Linked DNA regions of Mus musculus: region 2 is linked to region 1. A link is a contact called in public HiChIP or PLAC-seq data. All regions are on one chromosome and are shown on one strand. Each heading gives the region's core, a stretch centred on a gene start, on an enhancer-like site or on the middle of the called end of the contact. The rest is flanking DNA. Distances are from core to core; before and after follow the strand shown. Region 1 holds the start of Rnd3 (Rho family GTPase 3). Region 2 has its middle 75 kb from the start of Rbm43.

What was found. HiChIP or PLAC-seq counts read pairs in DNA pulled down with a chosen protein or histone mark.
Region 2: an H3K27ac HiChIP or PLAC-seq map of VIP interneurons shows a contact between it and region 1, with 8 times the contacts expected there. The contact joins the enhancer-like site here to the promoter of Rnd3 in region 1. A contact is called at or near these places in 7 of 39 promoter capture datasets (the 3T3-L1 cell line, frontonasal cranial neural crest, hippocampal neurons and 3 more) and 16 of 115 datasets of contacts at active chromatin or transcription factors (SST interneurons, VIP interneurons, bone marrow-derived macrophages and 12 more).

The regions. Positions count from the first base shown.
Region 1 is chr2:51,146,835-51,152,944 of GRCm38.p6, reverse strand. Rnd3 (Rho family GTPase 3) reads left to right here and starts at 3,834. Exons shown (of 5, transcript NM_028810.2): 1 at 3,834-4,220; 2 at 4,634-4,721. The coding sequence starts at 4,071.
Region 2 is chr2:51,856,809-51,862,918 of GRCm38.p6, reverse strand. No RefSeq gene overlaps it. Among named protein-coding and RNA genes, the nearest start is that of Rbm43, 75 kb to the left of the region's middle. Within about 2 kb of position 2,933, at least 1 of the 459 cell types and tissues checked has an H3K27ac peak or open chromatin away from gene starts, as enhancers often do. A contact at or near this core is called in VIP interneurons, where this site is marked.

The DNA.
Region 1 (6,110 bases), core at 2,585-5,084:
AAGGAAGGAAGGAAGGAAGGAAGGAAGGAAGGAAGGAAGGAAGGAAGGAAGGAAGGACACAGAACTGTTGTTTATCTGTGCTGCCCCTAGATACAGAATCTACATCCACTCTTTATACTGTTATCAAATCATCTTTTATTGTCGTGAAAAGGGATGCATTGGCTATGGAAGGAGGATGGCCCCTCTCCCCAGTATGAAAGGGTTTGTCACAAGAGAAAGAAATAATGTTTCCGTTAAAACCATTTAGAGCAACTGAATATTTGCACAATTAACAAAACCGTACAGACGTTCTTGCTGCTTATTTTCCCCTTTCTTAACCTTCATGGTTTAGCAAGTAAGAAAGAGCCACGAGAAGACAAAGAAATACTAACAAGGAGCACCGCACAAGGAAGGCCATTAGGCCATAGATGATGCCCTCAATGGGGTGATTCTGTGTCTCCAGGGAAACATTTCTTTGCATTCTAGCATCTTTACGTTGTCTAGGGCTTAAGGTGTGTTTGTGTCCAATATTCTCAGTTAAGATGAGGCTTCATCCAGGAAGCCAAGCTACAGAAAAGTGCAGACCCAGATCCAGACCCAGGTCCAGAGTCATCTGTTTGCCTCCTTGTTCATTCATACAATCATGCTATGACCCTGATATATGCCCTTCTGTGACTGGTTTCATGTGACCCTTCCCAGAAAAGTCCAGATTCTAAGACTGGTTACCCAGCCCCTGCTCTTCCTGGTGTCTCCCTCTCCTGATGCTTCCCTTCAGTGGGCCTCAGTCTGGCCCTCCTTCTGTTCCTCAAGGCTGCCAAACACTTTCCCTCCATCTGACCTTCCTGTTGTCTGTTCCTGCCTGGAACAGCCTGCTGTAAGGCCTGCTTATGGCTGATTTCTCCTCCTCCTCCTCCTCCTCCTCCTCCTCTCCCTCCTCCTCCTCCTCTCCTCCTCTTCCTCTTCCTCCTCCTCCTCCTCCCCCTCCTCCTCTCAAGGAATCCATCTCCACGGAGACACACTGAGAAAGCACCACTAAACTTTGCTTTCTCACAGAATCCTGGTTTGCATTACAGAGCTCAGCACATTCAGTCTGATTTGTGTACTCTCTTCCTTATATTTTATTGAGCACTGTCTAAAATGTATTCTCTGGGAGCAGAAAGAAAATTTCATGTTTATTGCCCTATTTGAGGCTCCTAGAACAGTGCCTGGCATATAGCAGGCACCTAATAAATAATTACTAAACTAAATGTTTAGGTGTTAAAAGTACATTCAAAAGACAAAAGAAAGAATTCATTTCCTAGAAGTGCTGGTGGCTTCAGGAAGTTGATTTGCTACTCAGTCACATGTCTATTACATTTCACTTAGCAGCTGGCAAATTTCTGGAGATTCAGGTCACCTGGTTTCTAAAAATATCTATCCACTATAATTCCAGAGCAATCCCTGGGGAAGTGACTATACTACTATTAGCAAGGAGTAAACTCCTTTAAGCCTGGAGGCCTGCCAGATCATTGGCGGTGTCTTATTTGGTGCTCAGATATAGCTTAGATGATAAATTATCTGATGTCCAGTTCATTAACAAGTCAACTCAAAATAACTAATAATTAATTGTAGGTAAGGTGACTTTGACCATATAAACTATATCAATTCAGGAATGTGGCAGGCCAAGTCATCTCTCTGGAAGGGGAAGTGTCATAGGTTAAAAAAGAGAAAGAGAGAGAGAGAGAGAGAGAGAGAGAGAGAGAGAGAGAGAGAGAGAGAGAGAGAGAGAACAAAAATGTGCCCACTTCTTATTAGTAAGTCGACTAATGAATCCAGGATTCACCCAGACATGAGACTTGGTTCTGGGCAAGCAAGTGGGAGCTACAGGGAAATACCAAGTACAGGCAGGCGCCATTGTCATCTTCTTACCAATGTCTTCATGAAACCTATTTTAAAGAAGATAAAGCTAAGGCTTACAGAGATGAAATGACTACTCCAGTGTCACTTAGCCAGAAGCTGTGAAGCTCATGGCCTAAATGCATCTTTGTCTGAAAGCCCCCACTGCTCTGCCCAATCTCCCTCGACCACACAAACAGCTTGAGGAGCATTTCCCGCACTAGGAAGACTAGGGAAATGCTAGGGTAAACTCTATGAAGTTCACATAGGATACTTTTCCCTCTGTGACATGACAGTGCAACCTAAGACTTTAAGAGATGATATTGGGGCAAACGAATAAAGCTCTGCCAAGCAAATTTTGGCAAATGCAGACATATGACCTCGGCCAGCTCTGCCCTTTCCATGGTCAGCCTGTGTAAAACACACCTATCCCCAAAGATAGATTCAGGACTGTCTTTAGGGGACGACTTCAAGGTTCTCGAGTCTGAAAGAAGTAAGATAGCATTCTAGGTCCTGTGATTTCATGATTCTAGTAATTCACTACATATTCAGTCACTATACTTTCCTTAAAGGGTTGTGTGTGTATGTGTAAGTACTTATATGTATGTGTTTAGTATATGTGTGGAAGCCAGAGGTTGTTTATCTTCCTCAATTTCTATCTACATTATCTTTGAGTCATGGCCTCTCACTGAATCCTGAGTTCCTCAATTTGACTGGATTGGCTGGCTAGCAAGCCCCACGGATCCTCTGGGTCTGTCTCAGGAGTGCCTCCTTATATGGGTGCTGGTGGTGAAATTCAAGTCGCACTTGACCAAGCCCTTCACAGGCTGAACTTTCTTCCCAGACACCTTCACTACAAATTTAATAACTGACGCTTCCTGGCTGTCGGGGTGACTGGCAATGAAGACACTGTTCTCAGAAGACAAGAGAACAAACACAGTCTTGTCTGTCTCTTCTAAGACTTGTTGAAAGGGAGACTTGGAATGACTGGAGTACGTGTGTGGAGGAGGGGAGTCCCTAAATTTTCCACAATGAGCATGTGTGCTTTTTAAGTCCAACTCCTTGATTCTTAGGTGAAGGAGGGAGGGTACAGCTGAAGGGAGCAAAGAGTGCTTAGACCCCTGGTTCTAGAGCTGTCACAGAGAGAGTGGCAGTTGCGGCCAAGTTTCTGATAGTTTTTGTCATCTCTCTTTTTTCTCGCCCCTGCACCTATTCACATTATCATGTCACTCCCCAAAGCCTCCTACCTTCTCTGGAATAGCTGAATCTGACAGTTTAAAAAGCCAGTCCTCTACAAAGGTCAAGGAAAACGAGTTCTAGTGTTTGAAATAAATCATCTATGTTATTATGTACTATATATGTAGATAGATAGATAGATACATAGATAGATACATAGATAGATAGATAGATAGATAGATAGATAGATAGATAGATAGATAGATAGATAGAAGATAGATGATAGGTAGGTAGATAGATAGATAGATAGATAGATAGATAGATAGATAGATAGATAGATAGATAGATAGATAATGATTTTATGGGTTTGGGAACACAAAAACTTAGCCTTTCCCTTCCAAGATTTACTTCTGTATTATTAATTTGATTGGGAATTTTTTTTTTTATTTTCACAAATGATGACGAGGCTTCTGGAGGCGAGCCCCTTGGAAAGCAATTTGAAAGGAATCCCAATGCAAATCCATGTGCACAGATTATCTGCTTCCCCTCACCCTGGCCCTGAACAACCTACCCATCTGCAAATCCTGCCTGGCACCTTCAGGTTATGCCAGAACCTGGGTCTGCAAGCCATCCTGCACGCCACCCTAGAGGGCGCGCTGCTTACACTTTCCGCCAACGGGGCGGCCGTGCTGGCTCCCAGGCTCCATAAAAGGGGAGGAGGCGGATCGGTTTCCTTCTCTCATTGAGAAAGCGGAGCGGATTGGAAGGCTGGGCGTATAAAGCGGCGCGGAGAGCGTGAAACAAAGCAGACCGATCGGAATTGGACTTGGGAAGAGAGGCGCGGAGTCAGGCAGAAAACTTGTAGGAGAGGAGTAAAGAGCCGCTGCCTCTCCTCCTCCACTCCGCTGTGCTTAAAGGGGTTCCCGCCGGCCTTGCGATTTATTTTTATATCTGCTTTTTATAGAGAGAAGTATATATATATATATATTTTTTCTTCTAAAGAGAAAATTCCTGTTCCAAGAGAAAATAAGGCAACATCAATGAAGGAGAGAAGAGCCAGCCAGAAATTATCCAGTAAATCTATCATGGATCCTAATCAGAACGTGAAATGCAAGATAGTAGTAGTGGGCGACAGCCAGTGTGGGAAAACCGCGCTGCTCCACGTCTTCGCCAAGGACTGCTTCCCAGAAGTGAGTGTGACCCGCACGTCTTGAGGGGAGCGGCTGGTGGGGTCCCCGGTCTGGAGGACTGCGCCTTTCTCCTGCTTCACTGATTTTCTTGAAAATCTTTCTCATGCCCAGCCGTCTCTGCCGCCACACGGCCGGGAAGCGAAAGTGTCCTGGAAGGGTCTTGGCTGGGACCCGCCAGCACCCTGGGCTCTTGGCCCCAGAAACTTGCTGGTTTCAGTGTGGGAGGCCGGGTGGGGAGACCTGGGTGGGCTCTCGGGAGGGGGCTGCGTGTTTACTGTGTAAGGAGTGTGAGGTTGTTGGTGGTGGTGGTTTTTTAATTGGGGGCTTGGTGGTTTTTCAAGTGTTCGATCTACGGGTCGTGTTTTTAATAATCTCTTTGCCACCTTCCTCTTCTGTCCCTTTCGTTCGTCCAGAATTACGTCCCTACGGTGTTTGAGAATTACACTGCCAGTTTTGAAATCGACACACAAAGAATAGAGTTGAGCCTGTGGGACACTTCAGGTAAGACTCGGCACACCGCGTGGCGGTCTGAACCGGTGCGCCCGGGGGCTCGGGATCTGGTGCCCTGTCTGCTAATGTGGCTCCTTGAGGGACTTCCCGGTCCCGAGCCGCCGGAAAATGTTATCCTTTCTGGGCAGGGGCAGCAATGGGAGTGATTGTGGTCTTGGGGACAGGAGGACGCTAGGTGTCCGGAGTGACCCTGCTGGAGGAGCCTCTGGTGGCCGCATGGCCTTGTGTTGTCCTTCCTTGGAGCCGTGCCGGAGCGGGCCGCCAGGGTGGCCCAGTGCTGGAGCATACAGAGCAGCGTGGAAGCCCTCCCGCTCGCGGAGGAAGCCCCTCATGGGTGTCACCAGCCATCTGGTTTGGGGGCAGGGGCGCAGGCTGAGCTGGGAGAAGATCCCCAAAGCCTCCGGGTTGCGTGGGGTGTTCCAGGCTGAGGGAGATGGGTGAATGGCCGGAGCCAGCGCCCGTGACGCCTACTGTCAGGAATGCGCTGGTGGTGCCGGCAGCGGCCACCGCGGGGCCTCCGCCCCCGCAGCCTCTGTGCCACCGGTGCAGAGCGGCTTCTGCGGCCGCCCAGGGATCACTCTGTGCCAGCTCTCCGAACATACCACTCCCCTACCCTTTTGCTTCGGCTTCGCCTGCCTGCAGAGCCGCAGGCAGCACCGATCGCCTTTGACCTTCCTGTCTACTTGAATTATTGGCGCCTTGGAGGGTTCCGTCCAGAGGTCTAGGGTTCAAGGCCGGGTTGTTGCCTTCCCATGCGCCCACCCACCAACGTGGCACAAGGTGGTGGGGAGGGCAGATTTTCGCGGGCAGGAAGGCTGGCAGCCCCGGCTGAGTTCGGGGAAGGGACAGTGAGGACTGAGCACCCCCCAACCCCCACACACCCCCGGTATCAAGACTGGCCAGAGGCTCGTCGGGAGAAACGCCTACTGTTAGTAGAAACCATACCTTCTCCAGAGGAGCAGAAACTACCAATCTGGGAGGGGAAAAGCCGGTGCTGGTGGGGAACTGGGCTGCCAGACAGATTAGGGCGAAACTGGCGAGGAGGAGCGCACAAGCGCCAACACGCAGGGTTGCTGTCAGGCGGGGTGGCCCGAGGTGGAGCCGTGCTCAACTGGGAGTGGCCTCGTGGAGCTTCAGCGAGCTTCCCACACCCTGGGCTGGAACCTCTGAGGGACTTGGGGAATTAGACTGTGGGAGGAAGGGGCCAGAGTCCCAAGATCTCCAGAGGCAACCCTCAGCACAAAGGCTAGAAGAAAGACTAGAGGGAAGTCTTGCACCGGCGCCTCTCACGGTCGGTGCCAGATGCTCAGACTGCTGCAGTGAGAAGGATGGATCCAGTTTCCCTCCGGAGAGTCAAGTTCTTCCTTGAGCTGCGCCAAG
Region 2 (6,110 bases), core at 1,684-4,183, 710 kb before region 1:
AACCTCTAGTGCAGTAGCTTGCTGGGCTGTGGCCATGTTGCTTCCTAAGACTGCACACTGTTTTGAAGTTCTCAGAAAAGTAAAACTCATCTTTTATTTGTATTTATTTTCATGCTGGGATTAAAGGCCTATGCTGTCCTTTTCTTAATGTGCTTAATTTCTCCAGCATTTTGGGCTTCCTTACTCTTTCTCTAAAGTACTCCCCTTTCTCTCTACCCTCCCACCACGTGGCTGCTTGCCCCTGGCTTTTCTTCTTCTCTCCCCTGTGCTTTTCCTCTGGAATGCTGCTGAGGTTTACCACCTGCCTGCCCTGGAATTTTTCTCTTTTGAATCTTAACAAAATTGTCCTTGAGATTCACTTTGAGTTCATTCTTAAATTCTTTTATTAATGAGTCGAAGAACCCCTAGTAGAGACCCCAGTTTCTCCTATATCAAGGTAACTATTTTAAAATTCTGATCTACAAAAAAATAATTTTTAGAGCTATCATGCCTGCTACTGGAAGTCTAGCTAACACATCAATGTTAATGAAAACATGGCTTTTTGAGGAGAATCTACAATCACTAATTTACTCAAACAGCATAATCCCTAACAACAATCCCTAAACATTTGTCCTTTATTTCCACAGAGAAGGGGACTCTTCAGCTCTCATCAAAGAAATTTCTCTTTCCAACAGATGGAAATGGCCTCAGAAAACCATAACCCAATCAAAATGTGGAGCCCAATCCCAATGGATGTATCTACAAAACACTCCCACCCCCAAGGTCAGGGAACACTGTAGAAGAAGGGATGGATAGGCATGAACCAGAGGGTCAGGAAGTCTGCCATGAGAACATCCTTCCTAGTAATATCAGAAGCTATACTCAAAGTTTCGTCAACATGACTGACCAATCATGAGCTGTAAAGGATGGTACCAATGAACATGACAGACTGGGCAAAGTCCACAAGGCTTCCAACCTCCACAAAGAACTGTAGGCAACTAGGGAAAGCTGGGAGTAGGAGAGGTGGACCTTGCACATGAAAGTGCACATGAACTGGTTACCCAGTGCCAAACAGCTCTAAAAATGCACATACAAGTTACACTATATGTACCCAACAGGTTATATCTAGGAATATATAAACAAATACACAAACGCATACAATAGCAATTGATGACAAAAGAGGCCATGACTTTAGAGGAGAGTTGCAAGGAGTATATGGGAAGGCTGGGAGGGAGGGAAGAGGAGGGAGAAATATAATTAAATTATGATCTCAAAAATAAATAAGAAACTTTTCTTTTAATCTTAGAAAGGAGTAAGAAGTCTCAGATCTCAGCTGAGATCAGAATAACAGAATCCTTAATGAATTGTCTGTCTATATCTATTAGTAGATTATATCTACTAGTACCTACATCTAATAATAGAAATATATGATAATATATCTAATAATCATATGTCTATATATAATAATAGATTCCTATTAGTAGAGGGATGTAAGAAACTAGAGAATTGAGACAGGATGTCAATGAGTCCTACCAAGGAGAATTGTACTGTTAGGAGGATTAGCTCTAGGCAAAGATGTCTGGGCAGAACATATGCAGGAAGCAAGTGGTAGCAAGAGGTAGACACTGAAGGGGAGGGTAGGGGTAGAGGCAGGAGCTGATATCAGAGGACCTGGTGTGGTACATGCCTGTAAGATCAGCACATGGGAAACGGAGGCAGGAATACCTCAAGTTGGAGGGCAGCCCAAGCTATATACTGAGATTTTGTCTCAGAACACCCAAACCTAAACCTAAACCCAAACCCAAACCCAAACCCAAACCCAAACCCAAGCCCAAACCCAAATCAAATCTGTGCTGGCCACAGCAGCCAGCAGCCAGAAGAGGGCATTGGGTCCCTGGAATGGAAGTTAATGGATGGTTGTGAGCCACCGTATTAGTGTCGGGAACTGAACACTTGACTTCCTGTGCAAGAGCAATGAATCTCATTAAAGACATCTCCCCAGCATCCTGTTTTTTGACTAATGATTGATGTCAGAGGGCCCAGTCCACTCTGAATGGTGCCCCTCGTGAGCAATTGGTCCTGGGTTGTATAATAAAGTAAGCTGAGGAAGCCATGGGATGCAAGCTGTCAGCAGCACTCTCCCATGAACTCCGCCTCAGTTCCTACTTCCAGATTCTTCCCTTCTTTCCGCCTTGGTTTCGCCCGATGATAGACTGTAAACAGTAAGCCAAATAAACCTTTTACTCTCACAAACCAAACCTCTACCACCACCAACAAGCCCCACCCTACCAAACATCTCAAAAATAAAACAAGGGCAGGGGGCTATAGGATATGACAAGCTGACATAAGTGGAAACAAAACAAGATGTTGACAGAGAAGATGGAGAAGAGAGGAAATGGAAGCTGGCATGGTTGTGGTGGGAGTCAGAATCCAGGCCAGAAATTTGTTAGGAGTTAAAGAGTATGAGAAAAACAAAACAAACACAGACAAACAAACAAACAAACAAACAATCAACAACCACAACAACAAACCAAGCAACCAACCAACCCCAAAAGTTCTGAGTTCAAACCACCTGGAGACAGAGACTATTATCTCTCTGTGCGTGGTGAAGATGAAGTGATTTATGACGAATGCAAAGGCCTCCTAACTTAAGTCTCTACAGTATCTCACACACGCTTATCTTGAATGCATAACTGCGTGCATGTATGCATAAGGAGGGGAAGACTGGGCAATCACAGATCAAATATTCAGAAGCCACCTCTGAGGAGCAGAAGGGACATTGGATCATTTCATTTCCTGTTTCCTTTTGCTAGCATACTTTTAAAATTGGCTGCCATGCATATGTGTTGTTATTTTGAGAACAGTATTAGCAATGTTCCTGGATGAACTCTATTCAAATGAACTGCTGTGTCTTCACAGACAATTTGAAAATTTGGTATTTTATTTAATGACTGGGTGACTATCCCTGTCTAGATGGGACACAGATGTAAAACCAAATTACTGCTGGACACAACAGATTCTCCCGGACCACATAAATTTTCACATTCAATATGCCGCCTTTCATCTTATTATGGAAATTTTTTGTTTGAGAGAAAAGACACTTTTTTTTTCCAAAAATAATCATGTAGGGTGGGTCTCTCTAGGACAAAATAAAAGAATATTTGAAAGTGATTGATCTGAGGTGATTAATTGCAAGGGTTTCAACAGAATAAATTATGCTGGACCCCATTCCACGCAGCCAGCTGGACAGTCTTTATTGGCTGCTTGAGCCCATAATGGGATTATGGAACAAGAATCTTGAGTTTTGTTTGCAGTTCATTTTGCAAATGAGGAAAAGCCTTGGGCAAAATTCCTTTTGTTCTTAATGCCAAAATATTTTGTCATCACCCCAACATAGAATGTATTAGGTAACAATATTTAAACAAACTCACTAACCCCACCAAGAAACTTCACAGCATTTAAAAATATTTCCCATCCCCAAAGTTTTCAGTAAATCCCTATGCTACAAATGGGGTAAAATATGTCAGTTAAAAAAAAAGATAAAGAGAGTCTATTATCAGTAAATTGGTCTATTCATATTTGAGAATTGAGTCATATATTATATGAAGAAAATTGGCTATTTAAGTTATATGCATGCACACATCTGTTATGGTTCTTTGGTTAAACTGCAGAGGTGGTTTGCATGGCAGGTAGGACACTCAACTATCCTTGTTTGTGTGCCCTGTCAGAATTTTGGGAGGCCACCAGGTGCATTATACCAAGGTGTGCCTATGCACTTGCATGTTAGCTAATGTGAGTGATGGTCCTTTAATTGAAGGCCAATCATGTTTAACATGGATAACAAATGCCATTGTGTTAAGCTCATAGGTTCCCATCACTTTTATTCACAGGTTAGGCAGGTAAGGCTCACAAATTATGGTAAATGGACCCTAACTGTGGTATTCCTCACCTCAGCAGCAATTGAGATCATTGAGTGAATTTTGTCAGAACTCTGCTAATTAGAAGTTCTCCACCGGCCTTGGCTGGACTGAAGTAATGTAGCTCAGTTAATATCATTAGTGTCCTGAGAACTCTGATTATCTCTACACACAGTCATTGTGATGGACTGGGCTCTAGGTGTGTGTCCCTAGGGTTAGCTTTCTGTCACTTCCAGCCTTTGAATCAGGAGGATAGATTTTGATTATTTAGGAGGACATTTCTGGACCAATGGAAGCAAAGCCTTAGCTTTCCTCCCTAGTTTTTTCCATCCCTTGTACTCTGTTTACTGGCAGTCCCTGGGTATAGAAATGACCTTCTCTCTTGCTTGGTCCTACCAATTCTGTACATATTCCCACAGTCTTTCTAGCTTCTAGGTTGTCACTGTGAGCTTGTCCCACCTCTCTTGTATGGATGGGTATTTGTGTACATACTGTCTTACTACCCCTACTTGTTGGTGCAGGATGAATTTAGTCTTCTCAGCAGCACTGGGATCAGCCACTCAAGGACTGAACCTGGAAGTTTCCTAGGAGCTCCCTTTATTGTTACACTAAAGGCATTTTTAGCAAGTCAATTTCCTGAATACCAAACTTCCTATCTGATCTAGGGGTTATCTTGAAAGACCTAAGCAATTCTCTACCTTAGAGACTTCCTGGTTTGGTCTCTAGACAAAGCTATTCAAAAGCTCTGAGAATCCTTCAAAAGAAAAACCCCATAAAATCTCAGATAACAATCACTGATGAAAGGCTACTTCAAAGCTGAGGTGCCACCACTCTGGAATTCATGCCAGATACAGCAGTTCTGCTAAAGTTCTGCTCCATCTACTCAAGTAGTCTTGGTGTGTTTCTGGGTCATGTCATTGCTTTGTTGATGCTGGACAATGTTTTATATACCTGGATGGGAACTTGATCCCTTGGGATGCCATCCTTAAAGTTACATTTCAAATGGGGTGTCCTTTGTGCTCTCTCCCTCTCTTCTCCTCTCCTCTTCCCCCCTTTCCTCCTTCTCCCCACCCCTTCTCTCCTGTTTTTCTCCCCTTCTCCTTACTGGCTCCCTCTTGACTTTCCCCCCTCTTTCCTTTCTTCCCTTTCTCTTTGTCTCCATTGGGAAATCGGGTCTTGCTGTGTAGCTAGGGTGGATTAGAATTTGTGATTCTCCTGCTTCAGTCTTCCTAGTATTAGGATTATAGCCATGTGTCATCATACCCAGATTGTTTACATTTTTTTTAAATAAAGTTAAACTTCTCAGGTCTAGGTTTTAGGCTATGTGAAATTCAACCATAGCCCTGGACAAGTTTTGTGTGAAATAAATAAATATTTATTTATTTTTACTGTAAATAAGAGTAATTGGTGGAACATAAGAAGTTTTACTCTCCAGGTAGCCTAGGGCTTGCACAGACTGTCTCCTTTCTCTTGGATAACTTGCAGGTCTTGAGAATAACTGTGGAATGCAATTCAGACTTGGGAGGGAATAGCACCAAATAGCCTTGGCCTGTTCCCATCCCTTTTGGGGAATGCAACATCTGGAGAACAGCCTGGGATTTTTTTCCATTTTTCTCCAGCAGAGCAATGTCCTTCAGAGACTTACCCTAGTGAGTCATGTCACCCAGGGGCTCCCTCTCAGTGTCTCCAGGGATGATACAAATGGGGCATTCCAAGCTTTTGGTTGCTTTGCTGAGAGTTGGGGGACAGGTTCACAATGGGCCTTAGATTCTTGTCCCTTGCTGCCAACCTGAGATTCATCTGCTACATATTACCTGTTGGGTGTATTGTTTGCATCCCTGGATACAGACAAACTGATAACAAACTGAAGTCCCTGTGCCTTCCTCATGCTCTGCTGTACCTGGCAGTTTTCTCCTAATCACAATAAGTAAATAAGGATATTCAGTGGAGTCAACAGGGCAGGGCATACCTTGCTGAATGTACTAGAAATAGAACTAAACCTTGCAGCAGAATAGATCTTTCTTTGCTAATCCTCGGGGAGCTCATTATGTCAGAGAAGCCCTTGGGGAAGTTTGGCAAAGCAAGGAGTCTTGTTCTCTTCCTCTATATAAACCACAGCTTTAGATTCATCTAATCCATAAATTCATATTTTGTTTATATTTTCTTTAATGTAATTATGTCTATAGTAGCTAGGGATAGATAGGGATAGAATAG